2 separate regions of the Danio rerio genome follow, and region 1 is linked to region 2. A link is a contact called in public Micro-C data. All regions are on one chromosome and are shown on one strand. The core of a region is the stretch at or near the end of the contact, and the rest is flanking DNA. Distances in the headings are between cores, read along the strand shown.

Region 1 (5,318 bases), core at 2,801-5,300, 94 kb before region 2:
TAGAACTATTTGAAAAAAAAAACTTGTTGTTAAACAACTTAGGAAATATCTGAAAAAAATAGGGTAAACACAAGAGCCAATTTTTGCATTTGTGTAAAGGAGCAATTTTTAGCAATATGAAATGATGAGTCGTCTCAAATTAAGACTGACAAACATTGGTGTGTAACACCTGACAAAAAGGTGTGTAATATACAAAATTATTACAAAAGAATTGAACCTGGAGATGCTCTAAAATCACCCTGAATTTATTCATTATTAAAAACGAGGTATATTTGCATTACAGGGTTTATTGCAATAAATGTAGTTTTTTTTAGCTTGCGTTATTTTAGCACTATAAAGTTTTGCATCATTGAAGTTACTGTTTTTATCAAAAATTTACAATTTAATACTATTAAATTATAATAAAACTAGTAATATAATTTCATTCGTTTTTTATAAAAACGTAACAATAGACAGCACCGAGAAAAAATACACACAGTTGAAGTCAGAATTATTAGCCCCCCTTAGATTTTTAAAAAAAATTCTTTTTAAAATATTTTCCAAATGATGTAAGAAAAGTCTCACAGTATATGTCTGATCATATTTTTTCTTCTGAAGAAAGTCTTATTTGCTTATATATAGTAAAAATTATTTGCCCTCCTGTGAATATTCTTTTTCGAATATTTCCCAAATGAAGTGTAACAGAGAAAGGATTTTCAATAATATTTTTTCTTCTGGAGAAAGTCTTATCTGCTTTTATTTCAGCTAAAATAAAAGCAGTTTAGAAAAAACATTTTAAGGTCAATATTATTAGCCCTCATAAGAATTTTTTTGATTGTTTACGGAACAAACTATCATTTTACAATGACCTGCCTAATCACCACCTAGTTAACCTAATTAAACTAGTTAAATCTTTAAAATGCACTTTAAGCTTTTAATACTAGTATCTTGAAAACTATCTAGTAAATATTATTTGCTATTAGAAATAAGTTATTATGTTTAAAATGTGTTGAAGAAAAAACTTCTCTCTGTTCAACAGAAATTGGGGGAAACATTAAACATTTTAAATTTAACAGGAGGAAATTATATTAATTCTGACCTTAAGTGTATATAATGTTCAATATTTATGTTTTAGCTTCAGGTAACCTCAATACCCTTGTTCGCATCTATCTCTGTTCAAGAGATATGGGAGTGATTGCATCTGTACTTACACTGTTGGCGTGAGATGGCGACACAGAGGAAAGAGATGAACGCGACGATGGACAGCACCGAGAAAATGACACCCATGGCCATGAAGAACTTCAGGCCCTTTAACCATGTTCTCCAGTAGTCCTGGATGTACATGATGTGTGTGACCAGAGCCCATAATGCCAAAACTCCTGAAAAAAAAAAACACACAATAAGCAAACACATCTCTGACTCGGCACTCATTACTGCTTTGTCATTCTCACATGCATGAAAACTACTGGGTTTCTGTGTGACAGCACTATTATATTCTCTCAGCTCTGCTAGATTTGCAGAAGAGCATTCTGTGATATTACACAACACAGCAGAAACTCCCTAACCAACATTACCATACTTCCATATTAAACACTGCGGTGATGGTGGGTAGGACGTTTACTATAGTCAGAAGTAATACAATAAACTCATGTGAAATTTCAAACAGTGACTGCAAAGCTGTGTGTGATTCCGGTGTATTTACTTTACAGGTATTTTTGTAATCTTATAAATGGAGAGTATTTGTACACTTTGGTGTGTGCAAAAGTGATTTAAAGTATCTATTTTAATGTCAAAGTATGGGTTAAACAATATTCCTTTCTCCTTCAGAGTAACATGTATTCATGTAAATACAGAATAACATGCATTCATGTGAATGAATACATTATAATACTTATTTTGAAATCAGTGGCCAAAATCAGTGGTTTGACAGATGGTGGCAAGTGGTTTAACAATGTTAAATGCTAAAGAATGAGGATTTTGTGGCTGTGCTGTGACCTTGTAAAATGTCTTTTTATATGATTATTTCTTTAAATATGCATGAAAAGATTTTTACATACTCAACGGCCACTTTATTAGGTACACCTACAGCTCGTTAACACAAATTTCTAATTAGCCAATCACAAGGCAGCATCTCAATGCATTTAGTCATGTAGACATGGTCAAAGACGATCCGCTGCAGTTCAAACCGAGCACCAGAATGGGGAAGAAAAGTGATTTAAGTGACTTTGCACGAGGCATGGTTGTTGGTGCCAGACGGGCTGGTCTGAGTATTTTAGAAACTGCTGATCTGCTGGGATTTTCACGCACAACCATGATCTCTAGGGTTTACAGAGAATCGTCTAATACAGGAAAACATTTAACGTCTAACTCCAGCTGAATAATGTGCCATGTCATATAGCATGAATCATCTCAGACTGGTTTCTTGAACTTGACAATGAGTTCACTGTACTCAAATGGCTTCCACAGCCACCAGATATCAATCCAATAGAGCACCTTTGGGATGTGGTTGAATGGGAGATTCGTAACATGGATGTGCAGCTGACAAATCTGCAGAAACTGTGTGATGCTGACATGTCAATATGGACCAAAATCTCAGAGAAATGTTTCCAGTACCTTGTTGAATCTATGCCACGAAGGATTAAAACAGTTCTGAAGGCAAAAGGGTACTAGTAAGGTGTACCTAATAACGTGGCCGGTGAGTGTATGTAATCTATTATAATTTACATTTCAGTGGGTATCGTATGTAAATCACTGAAGAAATGAAGATGGCCATAATAAATCAATTTATGACTAACTACTGACACAGGGGAAAAAATAATATAAAGCTCTACTAAAAGTTTTTGTATGCTTTAAAAAATGTTTATTTTAGTCTTTGATCCACTTTAAAATGCAAAAAGATTAAAGGTGATTTAATGCAGCAACTAAAATATGCCCAGTTTTAATTCAAATTTAACCTAATTGTTAATCTTAACCCTGTTTAAACAGTTAAAGGTCATTTTGGCTGTCAAACATCCAATAACTAAACACACAAAAAGATCAGCAAAATCAAGACATTCCTTTATGATTCTCTTGCACAACACCAACTCAAAGACCTCGAGCACAGTGACGGATCAAAGTGCACTAAGAAACTAAACGTTTAAGGAAAAAAACACTGTTCTGGACAAAATTCCTCAAAGCTTTTATTTTGTTTTTGATTGTTGTTTGCCATGTTTTTCGCTTGAATACTAAAATTACATTTTACTTCTGCCTATAATTAAATAGGCAAAACTTTCTATCAAAAATGTAATTTTTTGCAAGTTACTTAAATAGATAATTCACCTAAAAATTAAAATGTTGTCATAAATAAATCATCTTTTACTTCTTTAAAACCTTTATGAATTATTTTCTCTGTTAACCACAAAAGAAGATATTTTGAAGAATGCTGAAAACCTGTAACTATTGACTTCCATAGTATTTGTTTTTCTAGTTAGAGATTTTCAGCTTTCTTGAAAAAATCTTCTTTTGTGTTCAAAGAAATTAAAGAAAGATTATATTTTCTTTTTATGGAGAACTATTTCTTTAAAATCTACACCAAAACATTCAAATCCATGTTAACATTTTTGTCCTAAAATTGGGATTTGCCAACACAACACATCACAGGCTCTTTCCGAGTTGGTCAGTGATGCCCACCAATGCTGTCTATGTTAAGTTGGTTAGTTCACCTTGAGACACAGCCAAGGAATTTACCTGATAATCCTCCCATCGCGGCGGTCCACGGCTGTTTGTAAGCGATGTTCCACACCAGAAACGCCGAAAAGCCCACCAGCATCCCCATACACGAGTAGCCCACGCGAATATACGTCTTATTGAACGCCATTCCTGTCGTCAGATCCACCTGAATGAACAAGGAAAATACTCTTCAAACAACAAAGAACTATCCAGATGCTAAAAATAGTTGTTGTGGGGAATCCGCGCGTTTGACCTGGAGACAGCGGTGAAATCCAGCTGTAGTTGTTATCGCCACTAGTGGAGAAATGTCATTCACTGGGGCTTTATAAAGAAGAGAGAGTCCGCCTCAGTCGATCAATCCACATCTACCGTCATTTACTGCTCCATAATGCGTCGTGTGGGGTGTTTGTTGCTCTTCGCAGAGGTTCAGCTCAGGAGCAAAAGTGAAATCATGCGTCTTTTTGACAGAGAACAGCGACGCCTGCGGGTGTGGAAGAGAAAATATGCGGCCGTCATTTACTCACGCTCAAGTTATTCCAAACATGTGAGTTACTTCTTTTTGCTTTTACATTTTAATGTTTACTTTATAAATGTTTGAATGTGCATGAGTGTGCAAAACGGTGTATAAATTCCTCTATTAGCAAACGCCTAGCAAGAAACATCCAGGGTGGATGCTGCACAGTGCACACTGATAGTGAATGAAGAGATTCCCCCCAAAAAATGTGTAACATGCTTTCAGTATCCAGAAAAGTGATATATAAATGTAAGGAATCATTAATTATTATTATTATTATTATTTCGTAAGTCAACCAGGGCTTAATTTGTGCCGGAACATGCCGGATCCGGAACCTCATTTTACCGATCCCCCTTCTCAATCGTCCACTGTTTACTTTCACTTTCGTCCGCGACACCCCTGGCCATCCACCGCACCAACCACCATAGTCGCCACACCGAACCCCCACCTACTCTCCACTTTCGTGCGCGACATCCTCTCTATCCTCGGGTAACGTAACATGCCGGATCCGGGGCAGGATACCACCTACTCTTTTTCACAGGACATTCTGGGATTTTTTAATGACCACGAAGAGTCAGGACCTCGGTTTAACATCTCATCTGAAAGTGAGCAGTATCGAGTCCCCTTCACTATACTGGGGCGTTTAGACTCACACAGACGACAGGTTGAGCGCCCCCGGTTGGCCTCACTAACACCACTTCTGGCAGCAACCTAGCTTTCCTATGTGGTCTCCAGGTACTGATCAGAAGCAGCACTGCTTCAGTGGGCAGCCATGTGAGATTTGCTGCCAGCATTTTCAAACGAATGAAGCCAATGCTGTTACAAACATTCTTCAAAATATCTTACCTAATATATTCATCATTTTGTATTCACATTTTGTGAATAGTGTCTAAATGGTGTATAAATTCCTCTTTTATACACTAGATGTCACCAAAACTTCTAAAATACAATTTTGTAACACATTTTGCTGGGTATAAATCTAGTTCTGACATAACACTGTTGCATTGCATTTTCCTGGAAACTTTTAGTTTTGACTGACAACATTTTGTAACATTTTACCAGGTATATTCTGACATTTCCTAACATGACATTTTGCCTTCTAGTTCTGACATTTTGT
Region 2 (4,910 bases), core at 850-3,349:
CCGGAGGAAACCCACGCGAACGCAGGGAGAACATGCAAACTGCACACAGAAATGCCATCTGACCCAGCTGAGGCTCGAACCAGTGACCTGTGAGGCGACAGCACTACCTACTGCGCTACTGCGTTGCCCTGAACATTTTCATATTAGTCAATAGTATTACTGAAATTAATTTAAAAACTGAATAAACATAAATTTACACACATTTACACACAACTAAATGAATAGACTTAATGATGGGCCAAAAATCTGCCGATTTCTGCGAGCACATAATCCCTGTGGGAATACTTATGAGATTTGATATAGTTAAAGGGGTAGTTCACCCGAAATGATGTCATAATTTCTTCATCACCCATTAGTTTCAAACTTGTTCAAGTGTATTATATCTGTTAAATGCAAAAAAAAAAGATATTTTAAAGAATGTTTGACACTGGCGTTACATACATTTTTTTTATCTTTCTATGTATGTCAATGGCTTCCAGTTGCCAAATTCTTCAAAATATTTTATTTTGTGTTTAAAAGAATAATGGTGAGAAATGGTGCCGTATTTGGGTGAAATATCCTTTTGAGTAATATCATACAAGCAAGAGAGCCCTCAAATACAGAAAATGGGATCACAATTTTATCAAACATATGGTATGTTAGCACACAGCAAGAAGCTCACTGGTTTGAACTCCAGCTGGGTCAGTTGGCATTTATGTGTGGAGTTTGCACGTTTTCCCCGTGTTCATGTGGATTTCCTCCAGGTGCTCTGGTTTCCCTCACAATGCAAAGACATGCACTATAGGTGAATTGGGAATGCTAAATTGTCCGTAGTGTATTTTTTGAATGTGGGAGTGTCTTGGTGTTTCCCAGTACTGGGTTACAGCTGGAAGGGCGTCCTCTGTGTAAAACATTTGCTGGATAAGTTGGCAGTTCATTCCTCTGTGGTGACCCCTGATGAATAAAGGGACTAAGCTGAAGGAGAATGAATGAATAAATAAATGAATGAATGGATGTTCCCATAGAAGCCAGAGCAGAACACTCATCAAGACAGAAACACCCACCACCTACTGGCTACACCTAACCCTAACACTACTCAGCAAAATCAAATTTAAAGGGGCAGTTCGCCCAAAAATGAAAGTTCTGCCATCATTTCCTCACACTTTACTTGTTCAAAACCTACTTGACTTTCTTTCTTTCATTGAACACAAAAGAAGACATTTTAAAAAATGCTGAAAGTCTGGACTTATTAACTTGAATAGCCGTTTGTTTCCTACTTTGGAAGTTGATAGATGTCCGCAACCAGCATTTTTCAAAGTATCTTCTTTTGTGTTAAACAGAAAAAAGAATCTCATAAAGGATTAAAACCACGTAAAGTAATTTTTATCCAAAATAATAATTCAAACAATTCACTAAAAACTTTTAGATGCCACACCACACAGCCTGAACGAGTGTGCATTTGACATGGGTCGCTCAGAAAGCTACATACTGTATAAAATGCTCGGAAATGTTTCTGTTTGACATGTTTGGGTGTCGCAGGGTCACTCAGTTCGTGATAATGCTGAGGAACTGGGCCACACACAGGCTTCACAGAGAGGTTGAGCGTCCTGACTCCTTCTTAGAGCGCTTTCGTGGACCAGACCTCAAAGACATATCTAGCAGAGGGAGTAATGCCCGATCCTCTATAGGCCTTCCTGACAGGCCGCATAAGAGGAAGTAAGTTGAAAAAAAAAAGACTTTCTGTACAGTTTCTCTTTGCACAGAGAGTCAGAGATACCACTGGTTTAATAAGTGGCCTTGAAAAATGAAAGAATCCTGCTGAGAATCGTGCAGCACAGGTGAAGAAATATTTCCGCAGATGATTCATACAGGATCAGAACACATAAATAAAAAGATTGGGTTTAGCCAGATGTTCAAATCAGAAAACAGTATGTACGTTTCTTTCAATAGGTACAACAGTATCACAGTAGCTTGTAGATTAGAAACACTGTAGACATAGATACTAAATCAGTGATTGTCCTAGATCCCTTAGAATGTAATGAGCAATAATGACGTCAAAATAAATGCCTTTTGCTCCTCAAGAAAAGCCAATCCCTGGCCTCTGGCAGTTTACAATATGAACAACTGCAACAACACAGATGAGTAAGTACTCGATAGAAACAATCCCACTTGGTATAGAAACCCCGGGATAGTGTTTTATAAATAACAGAAAGGTTATTCAGTGTTTAGATACATGCAGGCAGTAGAAAGTAGGATTTTAAATGAAATAGAAACACTTAACTGTAATGTTTCTGAAATATACAATTAATATCAGTAGATTATAGTCTAGTACAAAGGCTTAGTAGTAGTGTTCGGCGAGTATTGGTAGTGTTAATGCTGCCATCTGCTGGTTAACATGAGTGTACTCAGTGCTGCCAACTTAAAGGGATAGTTCAACAGAAAATGATAATTCTGTCATTTACTCACACGTTACGTTAGACAAACGTTTTTGAGTTTCTTTTTTGCCTTCTATTGACCACAAAGGAAGATATTTTGTAGAATTTTGAAAACCGGTAACCCTTAGGCATGATCCGGTATAAGTTTCTGACGGAATGATAACCTTGGATAAAAATACCACAGATTTACGGTATTGTGAACTAAAATGTATTCTTTTAAAATGTCTGGGTTAAGCAAACAGACAAAAAAAAAAAACTTATCCCCATTAAACACTATTTTATTTTAAGAAACATTTATAATATTTTAGAGCTGTAAACATGTCAGTCTATATAGCTGAAGTAAATCATTGACTTCTGCTTTCTTATTTAGTTTCAAAAACACAGATTTTTTACAGCACATAAAAATACATTAAAAAGCTTACATATATCCTGGGAATGATATAAGAGAACATTTTAGCGGTATTAAAACCTTGACTTTTCCAAACCGCGGTAAACTTTGAAACCGCTTATCGTCCCATGTCTAGTAACCTTTTCCTTTCATGGTGGTTATTTTTTACTCATTTTCAAAGCATCTTTTTTATCTTCAACAGAAGAAACCATTTGAGGGTGAGTAATTTATGGTTAATTTTTTTTTTCATTTGCGAGTGATCTATCCCCTTACCATTTTGCTAGCCTTAGCAACTTTTCAGGATACATGCTAGTACATTTTTGTTTTTCTATTTTAAACAAATTTATCGCAAATTGTCAAAAGTGCCAAAAAAAAGAGGAATATATTTTCCTCTAAAATACACAAATAGAAGATATCACTAAACCGATTGCCTGCCAAGCAGCACATCAGCCTGGAGTTAGTTACATATAAATTACATTTACGATACACTTTATTAGGTTGTACATAAAACGAATGATCATTTAGTGCTAGTTTTCTGTCAAGACCTTATCCATCACGTTGAAAGAAATTTACTTTAAGCAATGTGTTCATTCAGTTCAGTGACTTTACATTAATACTGTACATTGTGTAAGTGGATAATCCTTAGATTTAATTCATATACTATAAAAAATATCTGTTAACTAACTGTTACCCATTTTCAAGGCCAGACATTTGATTTCTGCACATAATTTTTAAAAGAAATATGCATTTATTTTTTTTTACCACTGATTTATGTGGAATTGTGATATAAATAATTCTTTCAATTTGTATTTTTATTTAAGGTTTACAAGCTGTGATTACAATTAGAAACACTTGTTTGGTAAACAAAGTAAGTATTGCATATAATAAAAAAGACAAAAAAATATTATTCTACATACAGCGTTAAAATGATTAGCCCTTCTGTGAATTTTTTTGTCTTCAAATATTTCCCAAAGGATGTTTAATAGAGCAAGGAATTTTTCACAGTATTTCTAATAATATTTTTTTTTCTTCTGGAGAAAGTCTTATTTGTTTTATTTCGGCTACAATAAAAGCATTTTAAATTTTTAAAAACCATTTTAAGGTCAAAATTAATAGCCCCTTTAAGCTATATATTTTTTCAATTGGCTACAGGACAAACCATCATTATACAATGACTTGCCCAACTAAACAAGTTAACCTTCTAAAAGCTCAATACTAGTATCTTGAAAAATAGCTCAATTTACTGTCATCATGACAAAGATAAAAGAAATCAGTTGTTAGAAATGAGTTATTAAAACTAATATGTTTAGAAATGCGTTGAATCTTTCTGTTAAACATAAATTGGGGATAAATATACAGGGGGGACTAATAATTCTGACTCCAACTGTACATGTAAATGAAAATCTTGGGTTCCACACAATCGATTTGAGTTGGGACTACATAAAGAAATTAAGTCAGCTTATTAGTTTTTACAAATTTAAGTCGATTCAACACAAAACAATTAAGTTGTTTAAAAAAAACGTTAGAATTGCGTTGTTTCAGCACATTTCAGGTAAGTGATTTGAACAAACAGCAAACATCATTTTTAATTGTGTGAACTTTTGAATGTTATTGAATAATATTACTGACTGGAAAAAAATATATATTCACACTCAATTACATAAGTAAATAAATAAACTCAGTACGTACGTTTACATTTTAATATAATTAAGACAATACTCTGATTAAGAGTCTACCATGTAAACAGCGATTTTTAATACATTTAATCTGATGGAGGTCAAAATCGAACTAAACAGAAATTGAATTAAGACAGGTGGAGTATGTGCAGTACAGACATGTAAACACCACAATCGAATATTACCGTCGTGCAGGACTTTTCACCGTGTTTTGTGACAGAATAGTCCATATATAATAATTTGATTACTGATGTCCATGTAAACATAGTCACTGATGGGATAAAATTCCATTCCGTGTGAGTCTCCTCTTTTAAAATGCATTATGGGACCCTGATCTCTTCTTTAACATTGTCTGACTTTCATTTATTTATAATTTGTTACAATAAATTTAATAAGAAGTCATACAAAGTAGTAAATCTGAATGAAAACTAA

The links. Hi-C and Micro-C count contacts between places; a contact is called where the count stands out from the background.
Region 1: a Micro-C map of caudal fin shows a contact between it and region 2, with 7 times the contacts expected there. The contact joins the promoter of slc48a1b here to the enhancer-like site in region 2. A contact is called at or near these places in 3 of 18 Hi-C or Micro-C datasets (caudal fin and embryo) and 1 of 4 datasets of contacts at active chromatin or transcription factors (embryo).

Annotation. Positions count from the first base shown.
Region 1 is chr6:41,444,347-41,449,664 of GRCz12tu, reverse strand. It overlaps slc48a1b (solute carrier family 48 member 1b), which reads right to left and starts at 4,050. Exons shown (of 4, transcript NM_200006.1): 1 at 3,941-4,050; 2 at 3,706-3,853; 3 at 1,191-1,358. The coding sequence starts at 3,835.
Region 2 is chr6:41,348,585-41,353,494 of GRCz12tu, reverse strand. It overlaps cnga3a (cyclic nucleotide gated channel subunit alpha 3a), which reads left to right. Exons shown (of 7, transcript XM_009302572.4): 4 at 1,519-1,695. Among named protein-coding and RNA genes, the nearest start is that of cnga3a, 17 kb to the left of the region's middle. Within about 2 kb of position 2,099, at least 2 of the 62 cell types and tissues checked have an H3K27ac peak or open chromatin away from gene starts, as enhancers often do. A contact at or near this core is called in caudal fin, where this site is marked.